5 separate regions of the Mus musculus genome follow, and all the other regions are linked to region 1. The links are chromatin contacts, called in public HiChIP or PLAC-seq and promoter capture Hi-C maps. All regions are on one chromosome and are shown on one strand. The core of a region is the stretch at or near the end of the contact, and the rest is flanking DNA. Distances in the headings are between cores, read along the strand shown. Region 1 holds the start of Gsx1 (GS homeobox 1). Region 2 holds the start of Mtif3 (mitochondrial translational initiation factor 3). Region 3 holds the start of Flt3 (FMS-like tyrosine kinase 3). Region 4 overlaps Lnx2 (ligand of numb-protein X 2). Region 5 holds the start of Urad (ureidoimidazoline (2-oxo-4-hydroxy-4-carboxy-5) decarboxylase).

The links. Promoter capture Hi-C pulls out the DNA fragments that hold promoters and counts their contacts. HiChIP or PLAC-seq counts read pairs in DNA pulled down with a chosen protein or histone mark.
Region 2: a contact with region 1 is called in a promoter capture Hi-C map of second pharyngeal arch cranial neural crest, with 7 times the contacts expected there. The contact joins the promoter of Mtif3 here to the promoter of Gsx1 in region 1. A contact is called at or near these places in 17 of 39 promoter capture datasets (the 3T3-L1 cell line, 3T3-L1-derived adipocytes, the HPC-7 cell line and 11 more), 13 of 115 datasets of contacts at active chromatin or transcription factors (craniofacial prominence, embryonic basal ganglia, embryonic forebrain and 10 more) and 5 of 9 other capture datasets (adipose tissue, embryonic stem cells, liver and 2 more).
Region 3: a promoter capture Hi-C map of embryonic stem cells shows a contact between it and region 1. The contact joins the promoter of Flt3 here to the promoter of Gsx1 in region 1. A contact is called at or near these places in 2 of 39 promoter capture datasets (embryonic stem cells and hippocampal neurons), 1 of 484 Hi-C or Micro-C datasets (embryonic stem cells) and 1 of 9 other capture datasets (pancreatic islet).
Region 4: an H3K27ac HiChIP or PLAC-seq map of cardiomyocytes shows a contact between it and region 1, with 4 times the contacts expected there. The contact joins the enhancer-like site here to the promoter of Gsx1 in region 1. A contact is called at or near these places in 5 of 115 datasets of contacts at active chromatin or transcription factors (astrocytes, cardiomyocytes, embryonic forebrain and 2 more).
Region 5: a promoter capture Hi-C map of embryonic stem cells shows a contact between it and region 1, with 10 times the contacts expected there. The contact joins the promoter of Urad here to the promoter of Gsx1 in region 1. A contact is called at or near these places in 20 of 39 promoter capture datasets (the 3T3-L1 cell line, 3T3-L1-derived adipocytes, the HPC-7 cell line and 11 more), 1 of 15 datasets of contacts at CTCF or cohesin (stem cell-derived epiblast-like cells), 27 of 484 Hi-C or Micro-C datasets (LSK cells, cerebral cortex, cranial neural crest and 10 more), 7 of 115 datasets of contacts at active chromatin or transcription factors (embryonic hindbrain, embryonic stem cells, microglia and 2 more) and 2 of 9 other capture datasets (embryonic stem cells and pancreatic islet).

What each region holds. Positions count from the first base shown.
Region 1 is chr5:147,187,294-147,190,208 of GRCm38.p6, reverse strand. Gsx1 (GS homeobox 1) reads right to left here and starts at 1,513. Exons shown (of 2, transcript NM_008178.2): 1 at 911-1,513; 2 at 1-431. The coding sequence starts at 1,319. The coding sequence ends at 55.
Region 2 is chr5:146,962,387-146,965,301 of GRCm38.p6, reverse strand. Mtif3 (mitochondrial translational initiation factor 3) reads left to right here and starts at 1,505. Exons shown (of 4, transcript NM_001256102.1): 1 at 1,505-1,579.
Region 3 is chr5:147,399,006-147,401,920 of GRCm38.p6, reverse strand. It overlaps Flt3 (FMS-like tyrosine kinase 3), which reads left to right and starts at 1,432. Exons shown (of 24, transcript NM_010229.2): 1 at 1,432-1,701. The coding sequence starts at 1,656. It overlaps Gm26597 (predicted gene, 26597), which reads right to left and starts at 2,367. Exons shown (of 2, transcript NR_165432.1): 1 at 2,022-2,367; 2 at 2-1,134.
Region 4 is chr5:147,035,600-147,038,514 of GRCm38.p6, reverse strand. The region is part of intron 2 of Lnx2 (ligand of numb-protein X 2); the gene reads left to right. Among named protein-coding and RNA genes, the nearest start is that of Lnx2, 40 kb to the left of the region's middle. Within about 2 kb of position 1,499, at least 26 of the 459 cell types and tissues checked have an H3K27ac peak or open chromatin away from gene starts, as enhancers often do. A contact at or near this core is called in cardiomyocytes, where this site is marked.
Region 5 is chr5:147,321,072-147,323,986 of GRCm38.p6, reverse strand. It overlaps Urad (ureidoimidazoline (2-oxo-4-hydroxy-4-carboxy-5) decarboxylase), which reads left to right and starts at 1,547. Exons shown (of 2, transcript NM_001039678.2): 1 at 1,547-1,830. The coding sequence starts at 1,656.

The sequences.
Region 1 (2,915 bases), core at 264-2,763:
CGGGAAGGGTCGGGGTGGGGGGTGGGGAAACCAATGGTCCTCTAAAAGGCGCACCTACGGAGTGACTGTGAGATCTCTGTCATCCTTCCCGGAGGAAGATGGAGACATGGGCAATTCGTCGTCGTCCTCTGAGCATTTGGCTGAGGAGAGCGAAGAGCACTTGCAGCCTTGCGGTGCGCCCCCGCCGGCCCCCGCCCCAGCTCCGCCGCGGTGGTTACTGCCTTTGCCTTCTTTCTTGTGCTTCACCCGGCGGTTCTGAAACCAGATCTTCACCTGCTTCTCGGACAGGTTCAGATAGGTCGCGATCTCGATGCGCCGCAGGCGGGAGAGGTACATGTTGGAGGCGAACTCTCGCTCCAGCTCCAGGAGCTGTGTGCTGGTGAACGCCGTCCGCATCCTCTTGCTGCTGGGCAGCTGGTTCGAGCTGCTGTCTGGAGGGCGATGGGGGGGGGGGGGAGGGAGGGAAAGAGAGAGAGAGAGAGAGAGAGAGAGAGAGAGAGAGAGAGAGAGAGAGAGATCATCAAACCTCTGAGCCTTGGGCCTAATTTCCCGCTGAACTGAGGCTAGCCTCAACCTTGGAATCAGGCACACATCCCTTCCATCCTTCCATTCATCACTCCACAGGCGGGTGCCTCCTTGCCAAGTCACAGACTCCAATTCTCCTCGGAATCGGTTGTCCCTAACACCCCTTTAAGGAACATCTCAAAGCTGGCCTTAACCCCTTCCCCTTCGCCCCAGGATCTTTCTGGCTTCTCCCCGGTTCCTACGTCCGGTCCCAGTCTAGCACTGTGAGCGCCCCTCGAGTATCCTCACCGTCCCCCATAGCGCGCCGTTTCCCCATCCCTAGCTCACTCACTTCCCCCCACCCCGGGACCACCGCCCCCCAATTTCGCGCGGGGACCCCGCTTACCCACAGAGATGCAGTGAAACTGTCTGGGATCCGGCAGCGGGTAGGAGGTCTGGTAGAGTGCAGCAGCTGCTGCGGCCGCAGCCGGGCCGTGGGCGACTCCAGGGGACACGGAGTGCTGGCGGCCCAGGGGTGCGTGGCAGTACTGCGATCCGAAGGGAGGGAAGGACGCCTTGAGTAGCGGCAGTGCCGGCGGCCCGGGGGGCCCGTGCAGCTGCGAAGCGGTGACACAGAGGGGACACACGCACAGCAAGCCGGCCTTGCGCGCGTGGCAGGCGCCCGGCGAGAGGCCGTGGAGCGCGTGCGGCGGCGGGACCGCGTAGGGGAAGAGCGGTGGCGGGCTGCCCTCCGGAGCCTTCTTGTCGCTGGCTTCCCGCAGCACAAGGGAATCCACCAGGAAGGAGCGCGGCATGGCTCCGGCGCGCGGTCCACCTGCCGCCAGCCCGCCCCTGGAGCCCGAGGGAACTGCAGATCCTGTCGTAGCTTCCCCTGGCCGCGGCCACCCGCAGCTTCCCGGGCCCCGGAGGCTCCACGCGCGGCTCAAGCCCGGGCTGGAATCACCTTGGCTGCTGCTGCGGGCACCTCCCGGAGCGGGCGAGGTGCTGGCCAGCGCTAGTGGTGCTGAAAGACGCCGGCGGCGCCGCTTAAATAGGACTATTGCCATGTGATGGGCTACGCCAGGAGCGGCCGGGGCCTCTCAATAGGGTTTTTGTGCCCTTTCTCTTGGCATTCACTCTGCACGCTTCCTCATTATTTCACTTGTTAACTAAATGAACTGCATAATGTACTCTATTCTTGTCAACCCCACCCACGCCGTAACAGGCGCACTCGCCCCCCTCCTCTTCCCTTTTCGGGTTTATTTTCTCATTCTCCCGCGATTTAATATTCTTTTCTTTCTCTTTATTTCTTACTTTCCTTTGGCTTTGCGCTGGCGATCGGTCCATTTATCTTATTGATTTCCGCACCCGTGCTGCCTCGCTTGCACAGATCCCCGTGGGCGCACACCCATCTCCTCTGCCCACTTGATCCTGGTCCCTTTCTTTCTGTTACTTCTTCCTTGCTCGTTCCCCCCACCCCAGTTCCACCAAGTGTATCGCTTTCGCTTAGTTCTCGAAGCTCAGCTCTGCATCCTATGAAGCATCCTAATGGGCGGCCACCATTCCCACCTGTGGAGTCTCTTCTCTCGCACTATTTGGAGACAGAAAAACAAGGTTTCTGAGTGCGCCTCAGAGGATGAGAGAAAGGCTCCCTAGTCCTCATTGGAGACTAACCTCATCTCTGTCCGTGTTTTCTCAGAAAATCAAAGGCTCCCAATTTTGGTGTTGCCTGTGACTCCTCATCTTTGTTCGGTGGACCCTTGGCCAACCAGCTCTTCCCTTCAACAACAGGGCCGTGTATGTAAAGAAATAGCAACAAAACAAGTACGCGGGTGGGTAGTCTTTGAAAATACGGACAGATACATAGCAAGGGGAGTGAGAGCCGAATTCGTGGGTATGAAGCTTTCCCACCCCACCAAACGTGGTGAGTGTGGATGGTGTAGACTCTCACAGACGTTGCGCGCGCACTCTCCACTCGCACACACTCCACTAGACACGCCGGTGCACTCGAAAGCGTTGCTTCCCACGGCTGGAGAGAAAGGAAGAGCACTCTTCTGTCTTTCCCAGTTTCTGTTGCCCTTTGCTTCCTCCTACCGTCGCCGCACTCTTTTTTTTCTTTCTTTCTGGTAACACAATGGTTAAACAACTTCAAATGCCACGCTCTGTGTACACAGCTTCAGTTTTTTAAAAAAATCATCCCGGGATTCAGAGCTGTCTCTGTCCCTGTGCGTTTAACATACAATGAGAAATTAGCATAAAAGATTTCGAATTTACTACTTTCGATTTTACAAATCGCCACAGTCACCTGCTCTGAACCGTGAACGGAATCGTGAGACCAAGAAAGGGGAGCTTTACGGAGGGGGTGGATGAATCAGTGCAAGGCCGCCCAAACCCGAGGCCTCTGTATGGGT
Region 2 (2,915 bases), core at 256-2,755, 220 kb after region 1:
AGCTATCATCCCTCCACTGAGCTATCCCTCCAGACTTCTTTTTACATTCTTGATTCTGATCAGGGTGTAATGATGGGACGAGTCATGTATCTTCTCCATGTTCAGTCTCCTCATCTATAAAATGGGCAATGATGGGGCTGGAGAGATGATGGCTCAGCGGTTAAGAGCACTGTTCTTCCGAAGGTCCTGAGTTCAAATCCCAGCAACCACATGATGGTTCACAACCATCCGTAATGAGATCTGATGCCCTCTTTTGGGGTGTCTGAAGTGTACTTATATATAATGAATAAATAAATCTTTTTAAAAATGGGTAGTGATGGCAGTGTATCATGAGGGTGTCTTGAGGATTAAACTAACTCAATACAGGCTAAGTGTTTAGAACTGTGGTGCTTATGGAAACTTTATCACAAATGTGAGCACTTACAACTGTTATGGACCTGTCTATCCAAGAGGTGGTCTCCACACTTTATTTGCACAACTATGCTTCTATCGTCCCATGGAGGACTAATGCTGGCAGAATAAAAAGTATCTGTAATTCTTCATTTCACTTAGGAATGGCTGACATGCAGAGCCCAGCCCTGGCCTTTGGATCATAAAGAATTGCTTCAGCTTTTGCCTGTCACAGATACAAGGCTCATGGGCCAGAGGCTGTGATCTGATGAAGAAAGGGAGACTTGGATGCGGCTCTAAAGCTATTTAAGGATGACCCAGGTTCCTCACCTGCAATAAAAGGATGGTATTTTGATGTACCAGTAATAGTTGCAATCAGATATTACCCTGATTGAGTTATTTGGTGAGGATTAAACAAGACAAGATGTATAAATTATATGTTATAGACACGTAGTCTGTAAATGAGGGACATTCAGCGGCTTCTCTAAGGAGTTCCCTGTTGAAGAATGGGGAAAAGCAGGGACTTAACGCCAAAGTAGGGGACAGTCAACAGCTTGGTAACAAGGGTGCAGGGCCCCAATAGCCTGAAAGTGCAACACCCAGGGGCTCGAAGTTTCTGACCATCCTCTTGCCTGACTCTGGCCAATGCGGTCAATCATCCCACATGTGGGTGGTCTGTTATGATTTCTCCCAGTTCTGACAGTAATCGAACCTGAATCCATCTCTTTTTCTCAGAAGAGAGCAATCTTGAGAGCGAGGGTTGCACCCTGCTACCCAGCTAGAGCTTCCACTAAACCAGATCCGCAGGTGGCAATAGTTTAACACCGCCCTGCAGTTGTCTAGCACTGTAGAAGGCATTATTCAACATTATTAATGTAACTGGCGGAAGCGATGCAGTGACTGTTCCAGGGACTCTATATTTTAGCGTTCACTTGGCCTTTGGAGCAGCAGGTTAGTAGCAAATCTCTCAGTTTCACTCAGGCCTGCTGCACGATTCTTTTTTTTTTTTTTTTTTTTTTTTTTTTTTTTGTCGGAGGGCTTTATTCCATTAGTGGAATCCGCAGGCCGCAGCTGCACCCTCCCTTTAAGGGACTCAGGAAGTTCCGCCTGCTACGGAAGCCGACGCGGTGCTCCGGCGGAGTCCAGGTACGGACCTGCTAGTTCTTCCTGCTCGCCTACCCCGGCCCAGGTAACGCTGAGGTGAGGGCTTGGCGACGGGGCTGAGGTGGGAATGCATGTCCTGGGAACATTCTGTGCAGAGAGCCCTCCGTGGACGTGGGGTGGCGGCAGCACCAGCCTTCGGAGTCGAGACCAGTTGCCGAGCTGCCAATAATCACTTGCTCGCCAGCCTAGCCAGTTTCGCTGTTTGTGTGCGCGCGCACGCTCCTTCCACGGATTTGGGGGGCAAGGTGGGGGCGTAGGACAACTGGCATCCTGGTGGCATGGCGTCCTGGTGGGCGTGTCTGCTGCGGACCCCTTGTGAGCGTTTTGGGATTTTTTTTTCCTTTAATTTTTGATGTTTTTGCAACAGGGTCTCACTATTTATCTCTGGCTGTCCTGAAACGCACTCGGTAGACCAGTCTGACCTCAAACCTATAGAAATCCTCCTGCCTCTACCTCCGAAGTGCTGGGATTAAAGGCGTGCACCGCTCGCCGTGTCAGGACTTTTGAAATTCCTTCCGGAATTGAAGGTGAGAGAATTCAGTCATAGGATGAAGCCAACGTCATTTTCGCAAAATATGGATTCTACTAGAACCCATCCTTTCCTTCGGGAGTGAATATAAGCCCTCAATATGTCAATGTGAGCTTGTGATTATGAAGTGTAACGATTCAGAAAAAAAGTAAAGAAATAAGTGGTAGAAATAAGCTCCCGTCAGGCCATATCCCGTCAGGAATAAAGCCTTATCCCTCGGAGGCAGAGGCAGAGGCAGGCTGATCTGTGAATTGGAGGCCAGCCTGGTCTCCATAGTGAGATCCTGTCTCAGAGAGAAGGAAAGAAAAAAGAAATCAGTATCATTAGGTTGAAGAGCTGCTCAGTAGGCAAGGCAGAGTTCAGTGTCTGGAACCTAAAGGTGGAAGGAGAAAACTCAGTCCACAAGGTTGTCCTTTGACCTCCACACTGGCACCATGGCATGGGTGCCCAGACACATCAGACAGACAGGCAGACAGACACACAAGCACCCTTACCCACTGAGCCATCTGGCTGGCCCTGAATCTTTGCTTAGTATTAGATAGTGTAGGCTGTGAGCATAGTCAACACGTTTCCGAGTTAACTGATACAGTTTCATAATTTTTAGTGTTGTGAAGGCTGCACTGATGAATAGTGTTAGTGTGTTTAGGCTCACTTTAGAAATTATTGGAACTCCCGTACTAATCACAAGCCATAATTTATTATTTATTATTACTGTTGTTGTTGATATTGTATTAGGAAACTCAAGTTTGGAACTCAAGTAGCAATTTTAAAAATAAAACATTGTAATACATTACAGCTTAGAGATACTCTAATTGGGTTCATACTGAAGAAT
Region 3 (2,915 bases), core at 183-2,682, 210 kb before region 1:
GTTGGTGTCTTCTCTTTCCATTTTATTAAAGGGGAAAGCCTAAAAGCAAACTAAGCAAACAAAAACCTGGTTTGAAGAAGTGATCTCCCAAGTGAAGGCTGGCCTCTGAGAACTGTCCTGGGATGGGCTGGACCTAAGCTTTGTCTTCTGGTTCCAGATGAATAACCGATAACCACAGATACACATCTCAGCAGCCTGAGCACCACATGTCTCGGAGAGTGAACTCTCCACACCTGGAAGGTTTTGGGTCTGTGTTTCTTTTTCTTTCCCTTTTTCTTTTTCTTCTTCTTTTTCTTTTACTTTTTTTCTTGCTGATGATATAACCCCGGGCCTTGCAAGAGCTAAGCTAGCAATCTACCGGTGAGCTACATCTCTAGCCCCACAAAGCTATCAGATGATTAAAAAAAAAAAAAGATCCATGAATAGGCTGGAGAGGTAGCTGTGTGGGAATTGCCCTCCCTATTAAAGATGAAATGTGCTGCTTTACATATGTATATTTCTCCGTCTGGCCGCTGATCAGTGGACAGTCTCACTGTGGTGTGCAGGAATGTTGGAATGTTTCTTCATGCTCCTGTTGCAATTCCAGAAGTGGAATCCATGCGTCGGGCACCTGACCTTAAAATGCCTAAAGCACCAAGCCCATGTCATTTTCCACAGTGGCTGCCCGGAGGACGTCACTTTGAAGTTTCCCCTAGCGGGAAGGCTGATAGTGCTGTGGACTGAGTGGAGGAGAAACAGTGTTGTTAGTGTGCTTGTATGCTCTCAGGGGTCATGCCTGAAGAGAAAAACGATGAAAAGAATGAGGAGCGGAGGACTGCTGTGATGGAGCGATATTACTGACGTCATTATGGGGAGAGAACTAGGACACAGAGGACAAATGGCTCAGGAGGGTTCCTTCATGGGGAAGCCAGGGCTGCTATCCTGTGCTTTCAATATTCAGCTTGATGCACGGGAAATAATTGTTACCTAGAGACACTATGAGACTAAAAGCCAGAACTAGGAGGTGACAACTCCAAACATCCTTTGAGGTGCACGGTCTAATTTGTTTGGGTGTCTGTTTAACCTCTCTAATTTATTGACCTTGAAACCGCGTCTGCTTTTCTGGGTCGGAGGTGGATGGGAATCTTGGACATCCTATAAGAAAGGACAGGGAGACAAAGAAAATCAGTCCACAATGCAGATCTACCAGATGTGGAATAAAACTCACGGGGTTACCAGTGTATGGCACCGATTCAGTGCCCATCACGGGACATCAAAGATCCCCGCGCATGAAGAAGGAGGTCTGTGTGTCACCACTCTTCTCACCCTTAGGAGTTTAAAGCAGAGGTCCGGGGACTCAACCACGGAGTCCAGGCAACTTCCCCAGCCGAACCGCACCCAGTCTCCCCTGCCGCAGTCCCGGTGCCAGGAGCGCAGGCTGGGGACCACGGCGGGCACGTGGGATCGGCTGCAGCACTGCGCCAGTTCAGCCCGCCTAGCAGCGAGCGGCCGCGGCCTCTGGAGAGAGGTTCCTCCCCCTCTGCTCTGCACCAGTCCGAGGGAATCTGTGGTCAGTGACGCGCATCCTTCAGCGAGCCACCTGCAGCCCGGGGCGCGCCGCTGGGACCGCATCACAGGCTGGGCCGGCGGCCTGGCTACCGCGCGCTCCGGAGGCCATGCGGGCGTTGGCGCAGCGCAGCGACCGGCGGCTGCTGCTGCTTGGTAAGGCCCCTCACCCCCTCTGCACCCCGGCCGAGCGCGCATCACTCCCTCATACCCACCGCGCGCTCCCCTCGCCGCCGCATCACTCCCCTCTTTCACGTCCCCCCTTTCAAGCGGTGAACTTGGCTTTGGTTTGCCCACCCCTGCCCTCACCCTCCTCCGCAGCGCTCCTCTGCAGCTCAGTCCCCAGGCCACCGCGCCTGGGCTTGGGCTTGGATGCTCCGTCAGCCTCTGAGAGTCTTCTTCAGCAGCGCAGGTGGCCCGAGACTCCCTGACCCGACCTCTGGGTACTATAGATTCTCGAGCCGGTGCGTTCTCACCTCTTTGAGATGTAGGCTGACAGAGCAAACTAATGGGAAAACTGCGAGCATCCTCTGCTAGAGCGGTCATCCCTGCTAACGACCCCCACCTGTACCAATTTTCGCTTCACTCAGTGGCTAGTTACTTTGGAAATACTATGCAAAACAGATTTATAAATTTAAAAACTAGCTACCCTTCCCCTCTCCATACTTTTCTTATTTTAGGATTAAACCCTAGTGACACTTTCAAGGACTCCTAGGACTACTCTCCCAAGTTGCCTGTTCGGGTAGAAGCATAGCTGTGATTGAAAATAGTAACTAACTATAGGGGGGAAAGTCCCCATTCTGCCCAGTTCTAATCGGTCTCGCGTCAGCTTTCTGTTTGGGAAGACAAGGGGGTTGGATTGAGTTGGAGTTGGAGACAGTTCTAGAAGTCGGGGGTGGGGGTGGGGGGAGATCAGGCCCTGCCCTAGTTTTGCAGCCTTCTGAGGCACTCCTGGCTTGGCCTCAGTCTGCCCAGTGGCCTATTTCCCCTTCATTTCCAACATTTAGGATTCTGGCTTGAACCTTCCGTGACAAATAGAGAAAACATTTTGCAACATTAAATGAGCAGAAACGGTTTCCAATTACTTTAAAAAAAAAGATGATAAAATTAAAAAATGTAGGCTATAAAGGAAAAGGATGGGGAGAACGCTGTACCTTTCTTAAGCGAGTTGATGCACAGGGACATCTCAAACGCATGGCGTGGCGTGCTTTTCTTTTCAGGCTCTATTAATGCAAAATGGTTAGCTTTGGCTGTGTATGAGATTAGATTAGTGACTTTCCCATAGCAGAGATGATTTTTCTAAAGGGCTAAAGGGTTCTAGGGAAGTAACTCAGAATCAGAGTAGGACTTGCAGCCATGCTCAAACCGCA
Region 4 (2,915 bases), core at 250-2,749, 150 kb after region 1:
TGCTTTCAGTCCTCTGTGCTAGCTTCCCATATGCGCTAGGCTGCCCCTGCAGTGCAAGCAGGAAGGAGTCTGTGTTACTATTGAGTGCTCCATTTCCAAGGACACATAGACACACAGGGGCTTTGATGTTTGTGCTACCTAAGCCAGATTCAGGCTCCCGAAGTCAAATGATGCACTTGCCTCAGCTTCTGAATAGCTGGGCTGTACGTGGTTCTCTTGGGATGACCCTGTCCCACACCTGGTTCTTGGAGGTTTGGGGTCCTTTTGTTTTGGTCTGTGTGCACACGTGCATGTCAAGCCCAAGGACAGCCTGGTGTGGTGTGGTGTGGTGTTGCTGAGACACTGTCTGCCTGCTCCTTATTTCCTTTGCTTGTCTCTGAGGCAGGGGTTCTCACTGGTCAGCAGGCTTCGGGGGGTGGGGGGCTGCCTTGCTGCCCGGCTCAGTAACCCCAGCTCTGGGGTTAGAAACATGTGCCACCACACCCGCTTTGTTTTAATATGAGTTCCGGGATTTAACTCAGATCTTCCGGCTTGTAAGGCAAGCAAGCATTTGGTGGAGCTATCTCCTCTCAGTGTTGGCTTGGCTTGTTTGTTTAGAGACAGGCTCTCCAAAGAGCATGGATGGCCCTGACTGGCCTGGAATTCCCTTTGTGGGCCAGGCTGCTCCCAGACTCAGCGATTCACTTGCTGCTTCTTAAAGGTGTCACCACGCCCCCCACCCCTTTGGTTTTGTTGTTGCATGATTGTGTGTATGTGTTTGTGTGTGTGTGGGGGGGGTGTTAAGAAGGTCTCCCATAACCATGCTGGCCTTGAGCTCTGTACAGCTTAGGTTAGCTTTGAACTGATCCTCCTGTCTGTAGCTCTTAAATGCTGGGATTGTGGGCACATGCCACCACACCCACCTCAGCCTTTTGGTCGCTTAGGTCTGGTTACCCCTGATATCCCATAGTGGTGTTTTGAAGTACTTGTTAGTAGAACAAATCCAATTTGTTTTTTTTAGGACTTAAAAAGAATTCCACACAAATAAACTTAGTATTGCTGTTGAGGAAAATGCTAAAAGCCTTTGAAATTTGATCAGAGTGTGTTTGGGCTGTACCCCTACAATTCAATTGCTTTGTGATGTTGGCTTAGCTCGGTTTCAGGTGTCCCGTGTATATTAATAGAACAGTTCTGAGGATGCAGGAGCTTTGTGCACATTGTGGTTGTCACATGGGGACTAGCAGAGCGCAGCCTCCTGGGGCTTCAGTTCTGTGTGTACCAAGCAAGGGGCATAGCTCTGAGTAGGCTGTGGTCCTGGATTTTCCTCTGTTCGAGCCCACCAAGAACTACTCCATCCTTGGCCTTTTAACAGCTTCGCTTTGCATTTCACGTGTGAAATTCACCTCTTTAAAGTGTATGTGTCTGTGCCTCTTCTCTATGTGTTCCCAGTGCTGTGTATCATCTAGATTCTAGAACATTCCAACAACTGGAAAGGAGCCTGAAACCCATTAGCAGCCTCCCCTCCCCTTCCCTCCCTGCTCTCACACGCCCAGGCTTGGGTCAAGCTGCCCTGACTTAGTCTTCCACTTAGACTCTGTCATTTCCAGTATTTGGTCTTTTGTAGGATGCTTGCTATTATGCTGGTGGACTTTTTATCAGCTTGACACAAGCTAAGGTTCTATGGCAAGAGGGAGCCTCAACTGAGGAGCCACCTCCATCAGGTGGCCCTGGAGGGGCAGCGATTGATCAGCGATTGATGTGGGCATTGGCACCCCTGGGTGGGTCCTGGATTGTATAAAAGTCAGGCTGAGCAAGCCATGAAGGGGAAGTCTTCCACGGCCTCTGCTTCACTTTCTGCGTCTAGTTTCCTGCCTCAGGTACTTGTCCTGACTCTAATGGACTGTAAACTGTAAAATGGGATAAGACCTCTCCTCCGCAGGCTGCTTTTGGTTGTAATGTTTTATCACAGCAGTAGAGAGCCAACTAGGACAAGAAATGCTAGTGCTCTGGCCATCTCTCTGTGGAATCCCCCTGCCTTAACCCTGTCCTCTGAGTGCTTGGAGCATAGGTGTGCACACCAGCTTTCACTCACCTCAGACTGACACTTTTTGGTCCTTGTGTCTTGCACGGTTGTGTCCCTGGGATTGAAACTAGGACCTCAGCCCTACTAGGGAAACCCTGCCTCAGGCCACACCTGCAGCCCTGGGTCTCACTGTTTGTCCCTTGTAGCAGTTGGCTCTCTTGGCTGTTGCTCTGTGTGGGCCCTCTGCTCTGCCTTGAATAGTTTGCTGTCTTCCGCTCACGATGGCCCTGCCGTCCTGTCGAAGTGCGGGTGTTCCCGAAAGTTCTATCTATAGACTTCCTCCCCTGAAGCCGTTATCCCAATGTTTTCCCGTGATGCCATTTTAGTCTTTTCCTGTCCTATGGGTGGTTTCCTGTTGTTAAGGATCTGCCTGTCCCATCGGGAATGTGAGCATGATTGCTTCTTCCTTTGTAGCAAGCTTAGATTTTTCCATTTTTAAATTCTTTTTTTTTTTTTAATGTATTCAATAGCACTAGGATAGGCGTTGTATACCTTGTAGGGCTGTTAGTTCAGCGAACTCTGTTCATGTAGATCAGGCTGGCCTCTGCCCCCTGAGTATTGGGGTAAAAGGTATGTACTGCCACTGAAATGAGCTGTTACCCATTTAACATGGATGCTTACGTGTAATAATATGTTCTGGAAATTAAATCTTTAAAAAAAATTTTTTTTTCTTCGAGATTAGGGTCTCATTCTATAGACTGAGCTGGCCTTGAGTTGACAGTTCTCCCTGCCTCTGCCTCTTGTGTGCTGGGATTAAAGGTGTGGACCACCATACCTGGCTTTTAGAAAAGTATTTTCAAGTGAGCATAGAGAGCAAGAGGTTTGTCATGGCATTTTCATACATGTCTGCACA
Region 5 (2,915 bases), core at 298-2,797, 130 kb before region 1:
AACAACAACAACAACAACAACAACAACAACAACAACAATAACATGGGGGGGGGGGGAGCCAGAGACGACCAGAATGTCTGCTGCTAGATAGTGCCTTTTAGACAGGAATAGGGAAGTCTCACCGGTCTAATCTCACCAACATAGTTGTCCAGACCTGTATAATGACATCACCGGCTGACATGCCAATACGGATGGGGAAAACTTTACAAGGTTTCACCCCCTTTAACATCCTTTAGCCTGTAGGCTAAGGCCACCCCTTCAAGCAGTGCTTTATAGTGATTGTACCAGCAGGGGGCGCCCGAGCACCACAGTTTCCGAAACAGAGTGTCAAACACCAGGTTTGACTTGTTACTGCCCCTTGGTACCTAGAAGGGCAAATATTGGGCGAAAGGAAAACAAGGCGTCTTTGGGGAGAATTTGTCCAGGGTGCAATCGTTTCTGGACTCGCGATAATGAGCGCTTTTCGTGCTTGTTCCTAGTCCCACACTGAGTTCTCCTGAGATCAGAGCCCCTCTCCTTCCCACACACTAGGGCAGGGGCGCCTCTCTTTGTGGCGCATGCCCCTACCCCACCCCCTTGCTGTGGTCTGTGGTCTTTCTAATCTTTTCTAGGCTGTTTCCCCTCCCCGCTCCCCCCTCCATCCCCCACCCCACCCCTACCCCGTGAAGAACACCACCAGTAACAGCCTTAGATAAACTGCTGCTGTGATAAAACACTTACCAAAAACAATCTAGGGAAGGCAAAGGTTTGTTTCAGTTTATAGTTTATAGGCTGTTGTTGAAAGAATCCAAGCCAAGAACTCAAGGTGAGAACCTGGAAGGCAGATTCAACCCTCTCTTCTTGGGCACAAACACACACACACACACACACACACACACACACGCTTGTACACATACAAAATACACCTAATTAAAAAAATATTTTTTTAAACGAGAGAAGATAGCACACTCCACCAGAGGCACCTTACCCTGTTCTGTTTACACTAATTAAGTCTATGTGGTGTTAAGCATTTAGAGTTCAAAGAAAGATTAAAACGCAGTGCCTGTGCTCTAGAGCAACAGCAAGGACAGATGAGGTGCTTGTGAGTTACCGTGTGGGTGCTGGGGACAGAACCAGGGTTGTCCCTGAGGACACTGTCCTGGTAATCCAGGCAGGTCACAGGGCCACCTGTTTGGTCTGCATGTGGTACACAGATTACATGCAGGTAAAAGCATACGTGCACACAGACAAGATGGTAATGGCACCAAGTGTCTGTCTCATTACATACGGCCACCGCCGCCACCTCTTGTTATGGCAATGCCTCGGGTGGAATCATTCTTTCTGCAGAAGTCTCTGCTCTCCTGATCATAGCCTTAAGCGGAGGTGGCGGATAGCTCAGTATTCGGGTGCTCCTCGAGCATGCGTGAGACCCTGGGTTCTGTCTCCAGCACACATATTACCCCTACCACCAACAAAACAGTTAAACCTGTGTTTCTCATCGCAGGACCGTTCTGGATAAGCTCCTCCCAGAGATATTTAAACCAGGGTCAGCTGCCCTTGCACAGGGCCAGCATGTGTGTTCAGCAAACACAACCCATGAGGAGGAATTAGCTCACTCGCTCGATGAGAGCGGACCACAGGCAGGGCAGAACACTGCCTCCAGTCCAGGATCAGCCATGGACATGGTGAAGGTCAATTCCATGGACTTCGGAGAATTTGTGGATGTGTTTGGGAACATTGTTGAGAAATGCCCTCTGATTGCCGCTGCTGTCTGGTCCCAGCGTCCATTCTCTGGCTTGGAAGACTTAGAAAATCACTTTTTTGCCTTTATTGATGCTCTCCCGAGATCAGGTAAGACTTCAGGACCGTGTGCGCGAAGTCATTTTCAATATTGTATATAAAAATATTTTAGATTACTTTAGCCTCCTTACTCAGTTATTTAGCCGGGATTATTAGAAGGATCAGTAGACATCCTTTCAAACGCTAGTCTCTTGAAGGTGGACACAAGAACATGGGGGCGGGATGGGCAAGGTAGCATGGATGGCCGAGGACAGCGGAGGCAGAGGGAGGACAATCTCTGAGGTCGAGACCAGCCTGATCTAGAGCGAGTTCCAGGACGGCCAGGGCTATTGGAGGTCAAGAATGGGAACAGGGCAAAGGCCTTGGTGACTCAGAAGCTGAAGGCCCACTTTGGCAATGCCCTGGATGAAAGAGAGGATAGCGAGGACCTCCCAGGGACCCCAGAGAGGAACGGGAAGCGCTGAGCGATTTTCAAAAAAAAAGGGCCGGTTTGGACCAGACAAGGATGCATTCATTTAGATCCCAAGACTCTTTGCAGAGAGAAGTAAAATGGGAGCAAAGCAATGTTTTCTGGGGAGAGTGGGCCACAGGGTGGGGAGAAGAGGGGGTAGAGGTTTATTCAGGATGGCACAGCGGCCGAAGGTCCAAAGGTACATAGTCCCTGTTCATAGGCTACTATGGGTTCTGAGAATAAACCCGACATGCCCTTGGGGAACAAAGTCAGAGGGTAGGAGTCACCTGCCCTTGAGACTGTTCTTAGTCTTCGGTCAGGAGGGTGGTCTCAGGACAGAGCAGGCACTCGCAGCTGCGTTCAGTATGGCTGTGACACTCTGTGGATTCTCAGACTCCTCTGTATGGCTGCCTATGAGAACTTACAGAGGAAGAGCACAGGTCCAGGTTATAAAATCAAGCTGAGGACTGGAGAGATGGCTCAGCAGTTAGGAGCACTGGCTGCTCTTCCAGTGGACTGGAGATCAATTTTAAGCACACATTCCCCACCCCCCAAAGATGCTCGCAAAGGCGTCTAACTCCAGGATCTGGTGTCCTGCTCTGGCCTCCGTAAACACCAAGGACACATGTGATGTGCAGACATACATGCAAACAAAACACTCAAATATGTGAAATTTAAGTGTGTG